Regions from separate parts of the Danio rerio genome. Here regions 1 and 3 are each linked to region 2. The links are chromatin contacts, called in public Hi-C and Micro-C maps. All regions are on one chromosome and are shown on one strand. The core of a region is the stretch at or near the end of the contact, and the rest is flanking DNA. Distances in the headings are between cores, read along the strand shown.

Region 1 (3,485 bases), core at 686-3,185, 250 kb after region 2:
ACATGTACTATTTAGATTTATCTGGCTGTGACAAAAATGTCTTAAAGGGATATAGGTCACCCAAAAATAAAAGCTCATTCACCTTTACTTGTTTCAAACCTTTATGAGTTTCTTTTTTTTTGTTGAAACTGGAAATTGGTAACCATCGACTTCAATTTGTTTAGCATAAAGAAGTCATAAAGGTTTTTAAACAACTTGAGGGTAAACAAATAACTAGCAGGCCCATAGTCAGGGGGGTTCTGGTGGTTCGGAAGACCCACCCCTCATAAACAAAGGTCCAGAATTTGTCTCATACATGAGCTCATTTGTCCTATTTTAAATAAATGGGACATAAACAGTGAAAATAACCCATCGAAAAAGGCTTTAAGAGTCTCTCTGTTGGCTGTCACTTCGGTATGATTTCAGCTAATCTGTTTTGGCCAATGCTATTGATTTGAAAAAATTGATTTGATTTGAATACAATTTTGGCCATTGTTGTTATCCAGGAATTTTCAAATGTGCGTTTTGACAAGAGGCTTTATTGTACATTATTATTATTATTATTATTATTAGTAGTAGTAGTAGTAATATGTTGTTGTTGTTGTTGTTGTTTTAATAATTTTTTATTTAAATGCTTTAAAAGGGAAGATGAATGTGACTGGCAGTTTTACCGGCATGGACCACGCCACAATTTGAGCTTGTTTTAGGGATGATAGGGATGGTAAGACAACAGTGGGATGAAGGGGAAGGGAAGTAAGAGGATAAACAGTGAACAGGTAGGTGGGTTGATCGGGTCTCCTACAATGATGCCCAGAGACTCAGAGTAGGTGTACCGTCTCTGTTACATTTTGGTAGAGTGATTGAAATAAAGGGTTATAGGATTGTGAATGGAGGGAGAGTGGATTTAAGGGAACGAGAAGAACAGTGCTAGAGGGCTGGTCTGCCTTAATTAAGTTTTGGGAAGTAGGTGATTGGTCAAGGAGACAACGTGAAGCGTGGTTCCGCCGCCGAACCTTTGTTAACAAGTTAAGTCCATTTGTTATTTGCCTAATAAATAACAATAGGCTACATTTTTTTATTTAAAACAGATTCCTATTTTTTCTAATGATATATGATTTATTACATTTAAAATAAGTATTTTTTTCATATTTGTTCATTCATTCTAATTCTTTAGGAAATATTTTGGTACATCAAAAAATGTGGGTTTAATGACCATCCAACAACCTATTTCAGCTAAAAATAGGGCTTAAAATGTCACTAAAATGCAGCATTTAAATCTCAGAATTAAAACAGAAAATAAGGCACACATAACTGCAAAAATTGGTCCACCCTTTTTACCAGGCTGGCTACAGGCCTGGTGAGTGTGTGTGTGTGTGTGTGTATATATATATATATATACATATATATATATATATATATATATATATATATATATATATATATATATATATATATATATATATATAAGAATAGATATATATATTCTTTTTTTTTTTTGGTGAACTATCCCTTTAACCGTGGAACGTAAGAAGAGATTGTGTGCTTTTTCTATCAACTCACAAAAATCACCAAAACAGATTAAATTTATCTTAATCTTTTTAATAGCAGACACTCTTGAGCATCAACTACTGAACCTAATAATCCCTGTCTGACAGGTTTTGTTTTCATTAAGGAACATTTATTTCCCACACCTTTTTATTTCTCACATAAAGCCGTTACAGTAATCAAAAAAATAAACGAAGACCAGGTCTTTGCTCAACTGGATTGGTTTTGAAACGACTGCGTGAGCAGTTATAAGAGGAATTTTATTTTGGTTCAAAACAGGCAGCACCCAGTTTTCAGTAAAATGGGTGGAGCCAACTCTGTTTTTCATCACGTGATTCAAAGCAGCCAATACGATTTGTCAGCTAGAGTGACTCAGAAACTGTCATCACCAATCGCAGAGCTCGCCGCGCCGAACTCAAATCTGTTGAAAAAGCGCGTGTTGTGCTTCAATCTCCTTCAAATATTTTTCAAGTTCAGGTTTGGCCTGAGTTTGAGGTTCGTGTCTTTCCTCGTTGACAGAAGAAGGCAGAGATAACGTAAGCTATATGTCGTTTTTGTCAGCTTTAACAATGCTATGTGAGTATTGTCATGATTTGGCACTTTATTCGCGTGGGCAACATTAGAATAACAGAGAGTGTTTGTTGATTCTTCAGTAAGTTGGCGCAATAAAAGCATATTGTTGAATAAAATGTAAACTGTTTTTGAGTTAATCGTGTTGAGACGTTTAAATGTGTTGATATATGCTTTGAGCAACACTCCGTGTCTATTTTGTAAAAGCTAGTGCTGCACATAGGCTAGCATCCAGCGTCGTCGGGATACATCTGTCCTGTCAAACATTCGTCATAAATATCGACAAATCTAACAAGCATTTTAATAATGAATTAAGTCAAGTGGGATTAATATTATTCATATCGTACATGTATTAAATGTGGAATCCAAAGAGAAGGTTTTTGTGTTAGGCTAAAACGTATTTTTGTTTTATTCTCTGAACTACTTTTGACCAAGTTTCAGGTACATTTTTTAAGTAACCAAAAAAGGAGTTTTCAGACATTTTTATATTCATTTTAGACTACACAGAACCTAAGTTTTGACTTCTAAAAAAATGGTATTTGCTGGATTTACACTATTTTAAATTGACAAATTACCAGTTGTATTTTTCTGGGGTGGAAAAGCTATTTGGGTAGCAGGGTGTGGTCTCCCTAATGGGCAAAAAGCAGAGTATACATACGCAACTTTGGAAAAGATCATAGGTGACTGAAAACATCTGGAAGGACTCTTCTCATCTGGGCTGTTATCCTTAGATAAGACACCTTAGATAAACTTAAATAATCAATAGGCAATCAATGGAACAGAACAAAACGTCAAACTCTGGAATTCTGTATGAAATAGATTATGAAACGAGTGCATATTTATTCACTGGCTTAATTAATGTTACTACATTCCTGAGATGTGTCAGTCAATTCTCAGATACTGTATCATATGGACAATGACAAAAAGAAGAGGAGGAACAGGCTGTAAATCAACCCCAATCACTCTGGTTAATTTCATAGTAGAAATGTTGCCTTTAAAAAGAAAAACATCTTTTAAAATGATGTGAAATTCAGACTTTTTTCGTGTTGTTGTTGTTTTCTTTGTTTGAGTTTTATAACAATGTGATACCCTGCAGGGGAAAGATTGTCATCTTTGAAGAACTGTCCTTACACTGGTAGATGAACATAATGGAGTCTGTGGTGAGAAAGGTACACACCACACTCTATAAAGCAGATCAAATCTTTAAACATTTTTTTTTACATCTACATGTGGAAAAATAAGTGTTTGCCTGATATGTAGCTTACCTAATGTTCTTTCATTGTAAAAACATTGTCTTTTCAGAGAAACAAGGAGAACACTAAACCAGTTTCTGGCCTTAAAAAACAAGTCATCAGCAGTACTGCATCAAAACAAAGAGTCCTATGTAAAAC
Region 2 (3,323 bases), core at 72-2,571:
GTACAATTAATAAAACTATAGAGATCTAAAGAATTTAACAAGACTAAGTGTAGTCTTGGTGATACATAATGTATAACTTTTAATAGAGTCCTAATTTAGGACAGGGAGTAACAAGCTTTAATGAAACACTATAACTTATGTTTAAAACCTATTATCCCATATTTTGATTTTACTAGAGATTTACTAGGGAGACTCATCTAAGAGAACCGATTCTTTTGAACATTCGTTTTACAGAACAGGCTGGAAACGATTCAGTGAATCTTTAGTAAGTATAGCGGTAGTGCATATCTGTTAATTATGCTGTATTCGTGTATAAGTGAGTTTATTCTTAATTACTTGTCTCACTTTAATTGTTGCATACTCAGAACATAATTCGCAATACTAATACCAACAACGTATGTGTTTAGATCATGTAACGTTAAGTCATAGGCAAACATTTCATGTTCTCATTTGTACTATTAGACTATTAAACTTTTCACTTCACTCACTAGTGCTCGACTTGTTTGAGAATCAACAGGTCGATAAGTTGACTTCAGAAAAGCATACCTGAAACTACCTCCTCTTGTTATTTGTTAACGAGTTAGTCTTAATTGAAGGAATCAAAATGAGACCGGTTCGTTCGATTCACTCAAATTGACCATCTTAAAAGAACAACTCATTCACGAATCAAACATCGTTAATGTGTCATATGTCACGAGACTAACTGAATGAAATGTGACACTTCTGCATGTTCGATGATTCAGTCCGCATACTATTTATTAAAACAAAATTGGCAACATACCTGCAAACATACACTGATATAAATCTTGAAATGTGTCGCGCGGTCACATTAAAACACAAATACGTCACAAGCATCGCTCGCACTTACCGATTTGCCCGATGAACTCTATTTTGATGCCCTGATGCTCGAGCCTCTTTCCTGGGGTCTTCAGTGTTACGTTTACTTTCCCCGAGACAGTCTCTCCGTCGTAAAACAGAAAGTATTTGTCTTTTTTCCCATCCTCTGTTTTGTGCTCGGCCTTTTTTCTCGTCTCGGCATCATTCAGAACTATGTCAATCTCAGCACTTTGTCCGAAACTGAAGAAGCTCATCCCGACACTTGTGCTGGATTGGACTGCTTTTGAATTCTAACACCTGGTCCAATTCCACATCAATATAACGTTACAATCCCGTCTTCTTCACTAGCGATCTGCAGCGATGCATGCGCCTTTATAATATGCTGCTTACAAGCAAACGTGGGCTAATTCTTCATACGGCGACTGAATTAATACCTGCGGAGGATTTTCCAGCAATGTAAAAACAGGCACAAGCTTCAGAAATAATTTTACTACCGGGTAGTCCACGTCATAATGTTTTCAAAATAAAAGTCTTGAGCGTCAGATCGAAATTAAATGAAGATAATGGCAACTGTAGCCTACGTAACGTTAGGGGTGATTGATTTTAGGACAATTCATCATTCTGATGTCTCAGATGATTGTGGACTCAATGTTCTTGATTTTACAACTACTAATATATTTTTTCAATTAATTGGATAAAACCTTCCCCAAAGTAATTCACTATGGTTGTATATTCCAAATCTTTTCTTTGAAAAATGCGGTGGATTAAACTTTTTGCTTTCTTGTGACTACAAACGTAATAAACTTCCCATTAAATTATAAAGCAATCATTAGAAGCATGGAAAAAATTAAACATAACTTTTCTTTACATATGTGCATTCAATAAAATAACCAACAGGTGTTGCATTAACACAAAAGGATATTTAAAAAAGATTGGTTTGACAAGGGAATTATTTTTGTTTCAGATTTTCTAAATAGCAGTGATGAGATTTATAGTTATCAAGAAAATCTTTCTTCTTCAGGGATTGTTTTTTTCTTTTTCTTTTTTTTTGCATGATGATTATAATTTGATTGTAAAAAGCATTATCTTAAAGCAAATTCCAAAAAAAACTGTACTTGGTGGTATCAGTATTTTGTGTAATAACTTCTACTTCAGAAAATGTCTTATTCAAGATAGTTGTTTCCTAAAAGCCATGTTGAAATGGAAACAAAATTTTTCTTTACCTTTTATAGATGATATTTGGTCAACAAGTAATACGTTTTTACTCCCAAATGAGGTAAAATAAATTAATTTCTAAATATTACACAGTCCCTGCAATATGTTTATTAATAAATTTTAAAAAGACTTTTCACCACATCCTTCTTTTTGGAAAACTAAGCCTGAAAGTCTTTTACATCTATTTTTTACTTGTAAATTCTCTGATGATATTTGGAATCAGGTTTTAGGGTTGATTTTTGGTTTATTTTACAAAATAATTAAATTTGACAAATGCATGATTATTTTTATTTTTATTTATTTTATCATGATTATTTTTATTTAAACTGTCTATGATACACTGGATAATGCAGTTTCACAAAATCAAGGCAAAAATAATGTCTATTACTCCCTCCTATAATTTTTTTCTGTAAAGATTAAAAATATTGTATAATTCTTCGACTATCTAATAATTTAAATATGATGGATCACAAATAAATTTGTATTGATTTGAAAAGCACAGAATTATTTAAAATAGCTAAATGTTAACATTTATAAACATTTCATTATTAACATATTATATTTTGACTTTAATATTAATTATATATCAGTCATTATGAGATTCCTCTTTAGTAACCATGTGATATCAAATTAAACCTTCATACTTTCTGAAAGAGTATTGCTAATGCTAAAAACATTGTCACTGTCTCGCTTAAAAAGTTATGTGTTACCTCTGAATTTGTTTTTTGTATTATTATTATTAAAATGTGTATAACAATGAACATACAAAAGCAATGACATAACAGTAGTGCAATAATAAAAGGAAAGAAAAAATAGGAAAAGTCATAATTAATAAGAAATTACCAACCCATATAATGTATATGTTTTTTTTTTTTTTTTTGTTTAAGACTAAAAAAAAGTATAATATTTTTGTTCACTTGTTTATTGACACTTTTTTGGTCTTTGTGTCACTGAATGTATTGTCTAATGTCTCCCTCTAGTGAGCATAATTTTGTCAGCACAAATACTAACATTTTTTTTTCCACACGTCACTGAATGCTTAAAACATAAAGCATTATAGTACAAACTAAGGAAGCCGGGTCCAACAAGATATATAGACTGTTTGACAGGCAGATTAAGTGCCAAATGGTTTCTAAATCCAAGTGCACTCGGCCTCTTAAATCTTGATAAAAAGGCCGCTTTTTAAAGCCTATTAACAAAATATATTAAACTGGTGATTATTTGATATTAGACAACGAAAAAGGTGAATAGAAAGCTAAACTGTGTGGTCA
Region 3 (3,580 bases), core at 706-3,205, 150 kb after region 2:
ATCTGACATTTAGGTGACTTTATCCAAATTTTAAGTAATTTTATTCAATATTTAAGTCACTTTATCCAACATTCATAGTATTTTGGTTCCTAACATATAACACTGCTGTTGCAGAAAAAAAAAACACAGCAGCTGTGGTTGCCATATATATGTGTATACATATGTCACTATAAATTTGTATTGTATTTCATCAATTTATAGTGATGTTAATGCTCCAGTGTTTTGAAGTACACTGAAAAAAAAATTCAAAAATGATTCCTTGTATTTATTAATTGTTTTTTATAGTTAAGTGGTTGTAAACAATTTTTTGGGCTAAATTTAAACAAACAAATTAAGTTGAACGTTCCTAAATTTAATTTGTTTGTTTAAATTCAACACATTTAAATTGTTTGCAACAATTTTGCAAACATCAATTTTTAAAGTGTATTTTAATCATTTAATTCTAATGATTTAGTGGAACAATCTTCATAATGATGCAAAAAGTATGTAGAAACCTATTTATTTACAGATCATTTTGGTGACAGTCGAACTGCTAAACATTTGCACTGATTGATTATTAAATATTTATATAACAAAGATTAAAAACTGTAAATTCTAATAACATAGCCTACCTGATTCCTCAGAATATATTTTTTTTAGTGTCCAACAGTAGAAGGAAATTCATAAAACGTTTACAACCACTCGAGTGTGAATAATATGAGAGGAAACTTTCATTTTGGGGTGAATTTGTTATTACTAGTAACAAATATATTTGAAATCTAGTCCCTTTAATGCCAATTATTTATGTAAACTATATATTGTTATTTTATGTTTAAAAATTAATATACTGGATATATGGCCATACAGTATACCATAGTAAATCCAATATATTTGAGCACACTTTTTGATGCTTGTTCAAACTACTATTTGAAATGAACTGAACAACACAATTTTTGAGATTTTTCTAGGACAACTTAGTTATTTTATGTTTAATTCACTTAATCTTGTTAAGTAAATCATTTTGTGTCGGGGCAACCCAATTTTGTGAAATTTGTGGAACCCTGCATTTTTTACGGTTCCTCTGTAAAACCTTTCCCAGTAATTGGTTGCAGCCGGAAGGGCATTTTCTGCGTAAAACATATGCTGAATTGAAGTTGGCGGTTCATTCGGCTGTGGCGACACCAGATTAATAAAAAGACTAAGCCGAAAATAAAATTAATGAATGATTTAGGCTATATGCTGTATTTCAGAATTTATCTAAACTGTTAGACATTTTATTGTATTTTTGTGATAACTTTACTGACTTCACAAGATCTTTATTATTATTCATTGTTATCGTTTCCATTTTAAATGGTTTACAAAAATCATTTTCATTCATTATTCTATTTGAAATACATTTTGTGATGCATGTTAATTGGTTTACAAAGATAATTTTCATTCATTATTCTATTTGAAATACATTTTGTGATGCATGTTAATTTTTGTTTTTCGTTAATTAGTGTCTCGTTTTTTTTTTTTTCAGCTAGTAGCTGTAGGCTACTTGATTACTTTGAGAAAAGTATACCCCAAATGCCATATAAGTTGCTTTAAAAGTACTTCCAATGCAGTGCTATTACAGTAGTGAACTGTAAAGAATGTACAGTGTGGTATTTTATTACTGAGCATTTTTGCAGCAGATCACTTAAATTGCAGCAAAGTCTAACAGTGTACTTTACTTATCCTCTCAAAAAATGTATTTGCAATTATTTACCACGGCTGCATGAGAGGCGGGTTTTTGTTTCATTTCTGCATATCCACGGAGAACAAAAAAATGACAATAAATGACTTTGACTTTGACGGGGCACTTTGAAAGAGCGAGCGGCGGCCAGGCGGAGTCTCGAGTCGTCTTGGGAAAAGCAGCCGGTCGTCAGTCCAGCCCCTGGGCGGAGGATCTGGAGATTGATGCCCCTTTTTGCGCTCCCCGCTCAGTAGTAACACACTCGGTATAGTCACGGGCAGAGGCGTGCATGTGCTCGGCCAGTGAGTGGACTCTGGACGGCAGAGTTGAAGACTTTAGAGAGCTGCTAGGAGAGAACGGACAATCCACGCTGCATTGTGTCGTCTTTTCTGCGCTTTTGAGATTTGGAAGCAAGTGGAGTCGGATACAGCGAACGACACAGACATGTAAGATCTCTATCGCAGGCTTAAATCAGTTTCTGACTCACTTTTGGACTCTGCGTTCCGTTTGACAGTTCGCCATACGTGTTTTCATTTGTTTACATTGCATATGGCTGTGGATAGATGGCGTTTAATGTGTACGCTAACTTTTCTTTTTACGAAGATTTAAGGTTAAAATGCATTTCATTTCATGTGGGAAAGTTTATATTTAATCTGCTTTTACCTCAGTTTTTTAAACGAAGTCTTTCTAAATGGTCAAGATGTGACATTTTAAACAGATTTTAAAACAAACGCGTGTATAATTTTAATTTATACAATTAGCTAAATGCTGTTTTACAATTAGTTAGATAGCAAGTCAGATTATCCTACAGTATTTGAACATCCTGAATTATTAAAATAAAATGTTTACATGTTTACATGTGAAAATTACTGACAGGTAATATTTTAAATTCCAGAATTGTGTATTTCCATTAATATTTTCTTGAATGTATGTTGATGTTGGTTAAATAACATGTGTACTCCAATGCATGTGTTTTACATCTGTTCGGTAGTGTTTTTATAGTAAACATATCTTTCTAAAAGGATTTTTGACTTAAGAATGATAAATCACTTATTAACCCTTACTAAAATAAACTATGCTTTTAACACAGTAAAATGATAGTGACTGTTTTTTGGCAGATTGATTACCATTTTTATAACCACAGTCATTACAGGTTAAACTATGGGTAGTGAAGCAAAAGAATGGTTGAATTGTGGATAATGTACTTTTAATGACAGTATGTTTGATAGATTAGTTGGAATGGAATGGGCATCTGTGATTGGTCTATTGGTATATTTTGCTGTTAATTTACTCTTTCTCTGGCCATCCAAGATGTAGGTAATATTTGTCTCTTCAATAAAGCATTAAAGAAGATTTTTAGCTGAAACTGTGATCTTTGGTGATTTGTAATGCAAGTTAATGCTACTGACACGTTGAGTGTCAAAATAAAATCATACAAATAAAACTAAATAATTAATCTGCTTTTACCTCTGCTTTTTAACCATTGAAAAAACAAGTCTTTCTGAATGATCTTAAGTTTTGACATTTTAAACACATTTTAAAACTAATTTTTAAATCAAATGAGTACAAAGAAAAAATGAGCAAAATGCTGTTTTACAATTAGTTAGATAGCAAGTCGCATCAAGCTACAGTATGCCAACATCCTGAAATATTAGAATAAAATGTTTACATTAATATAAATGTTACAATTTAATATGTGTAAATTACTGGCTAGCGTAAATTTCAGAATTGTGTATTTCCAGTCTTCGTTTCGTACGACTGAACTCCACTAAACTGGCAAAACGTAAAATACTTACGTTTTCTCGTGAGATTAGGCTGGTATGTTGATATTGGTTTAATAACGTTTTGTACTCTAGTGCAAGTGTTTTAAATTTGTTTGGTGGT

Evidence for each region. A called contact is a pair of places that touch in the nucleus more often than the background predicts.
Region 1: a Micro-C map of caudal fin shows a contact between it and region 2, with 8 times the contacts expected there. The contact joins the promoter of si:ch211-266i6.3 here to the promoter of vps26bl in region 2. A contact is called at or near these places in 3 of 18 Hi-C or Micro-C datasets (caudal fin, hematopoietic stem cells and an unstated tissue) and 1 of 4 datasets of contacts at active chromatin or transcription factors (embryo).
Region 3: a contact with region 2 is called in a Hi-C map of hematopoietic stem cells, with 2.3 times the contacts expected there. The contact joins the promoter of lhfpl6 here to the promoter of vps26bl in region 2. A contact is called at or near these places in 4 of 18 Hi-C or Micro-C datasets (caudal fin, embryo, hematopoietic stem cells and 1 more) and 2 of 4 datasets of contacts at active chromatin or transcription factors (caudal fin and embryo).

The regions. Positions count from the first base shown.
Region 1 is chr10:37,047,276-37,050,760 of GRCz12tu, forward strand. It overlaps si:ch211-266i6.3, which reads left to right and starts at 1,936. Exons shown (of 7, transcript XM_692182.9): 1 at 1,936-2,060; 2 at 3,191-3,263; 3 at 3,397-3,485. The coding sequence starts at 3,234. It also overlaps a transcript of lhfpl6 not described here.
Region 2 is chr10:36,800,795-36,804,117 of GRCz12tu, forward strand. vps26bl (vacuolar protein sorting 26 homolog B, like) reads right to left here and starts at 1,322. Exons shown (of 6, transcript NM_001002415.2): 1 at 869-1,322. The coding sequence starts at 1,091. It also overlaps a transcript of foxo1b not described here.
Region 3 is chr10:36,947,572-36,951,151 of GRCz12tu, forward strand. It overlaps lhfpl6 (LHFPL tetraspan subfamily member 6), which reads left to right and starts at 1,956. Exons shown (of 4, transcript NM_001008653.1): 1 at 1,956-2,142.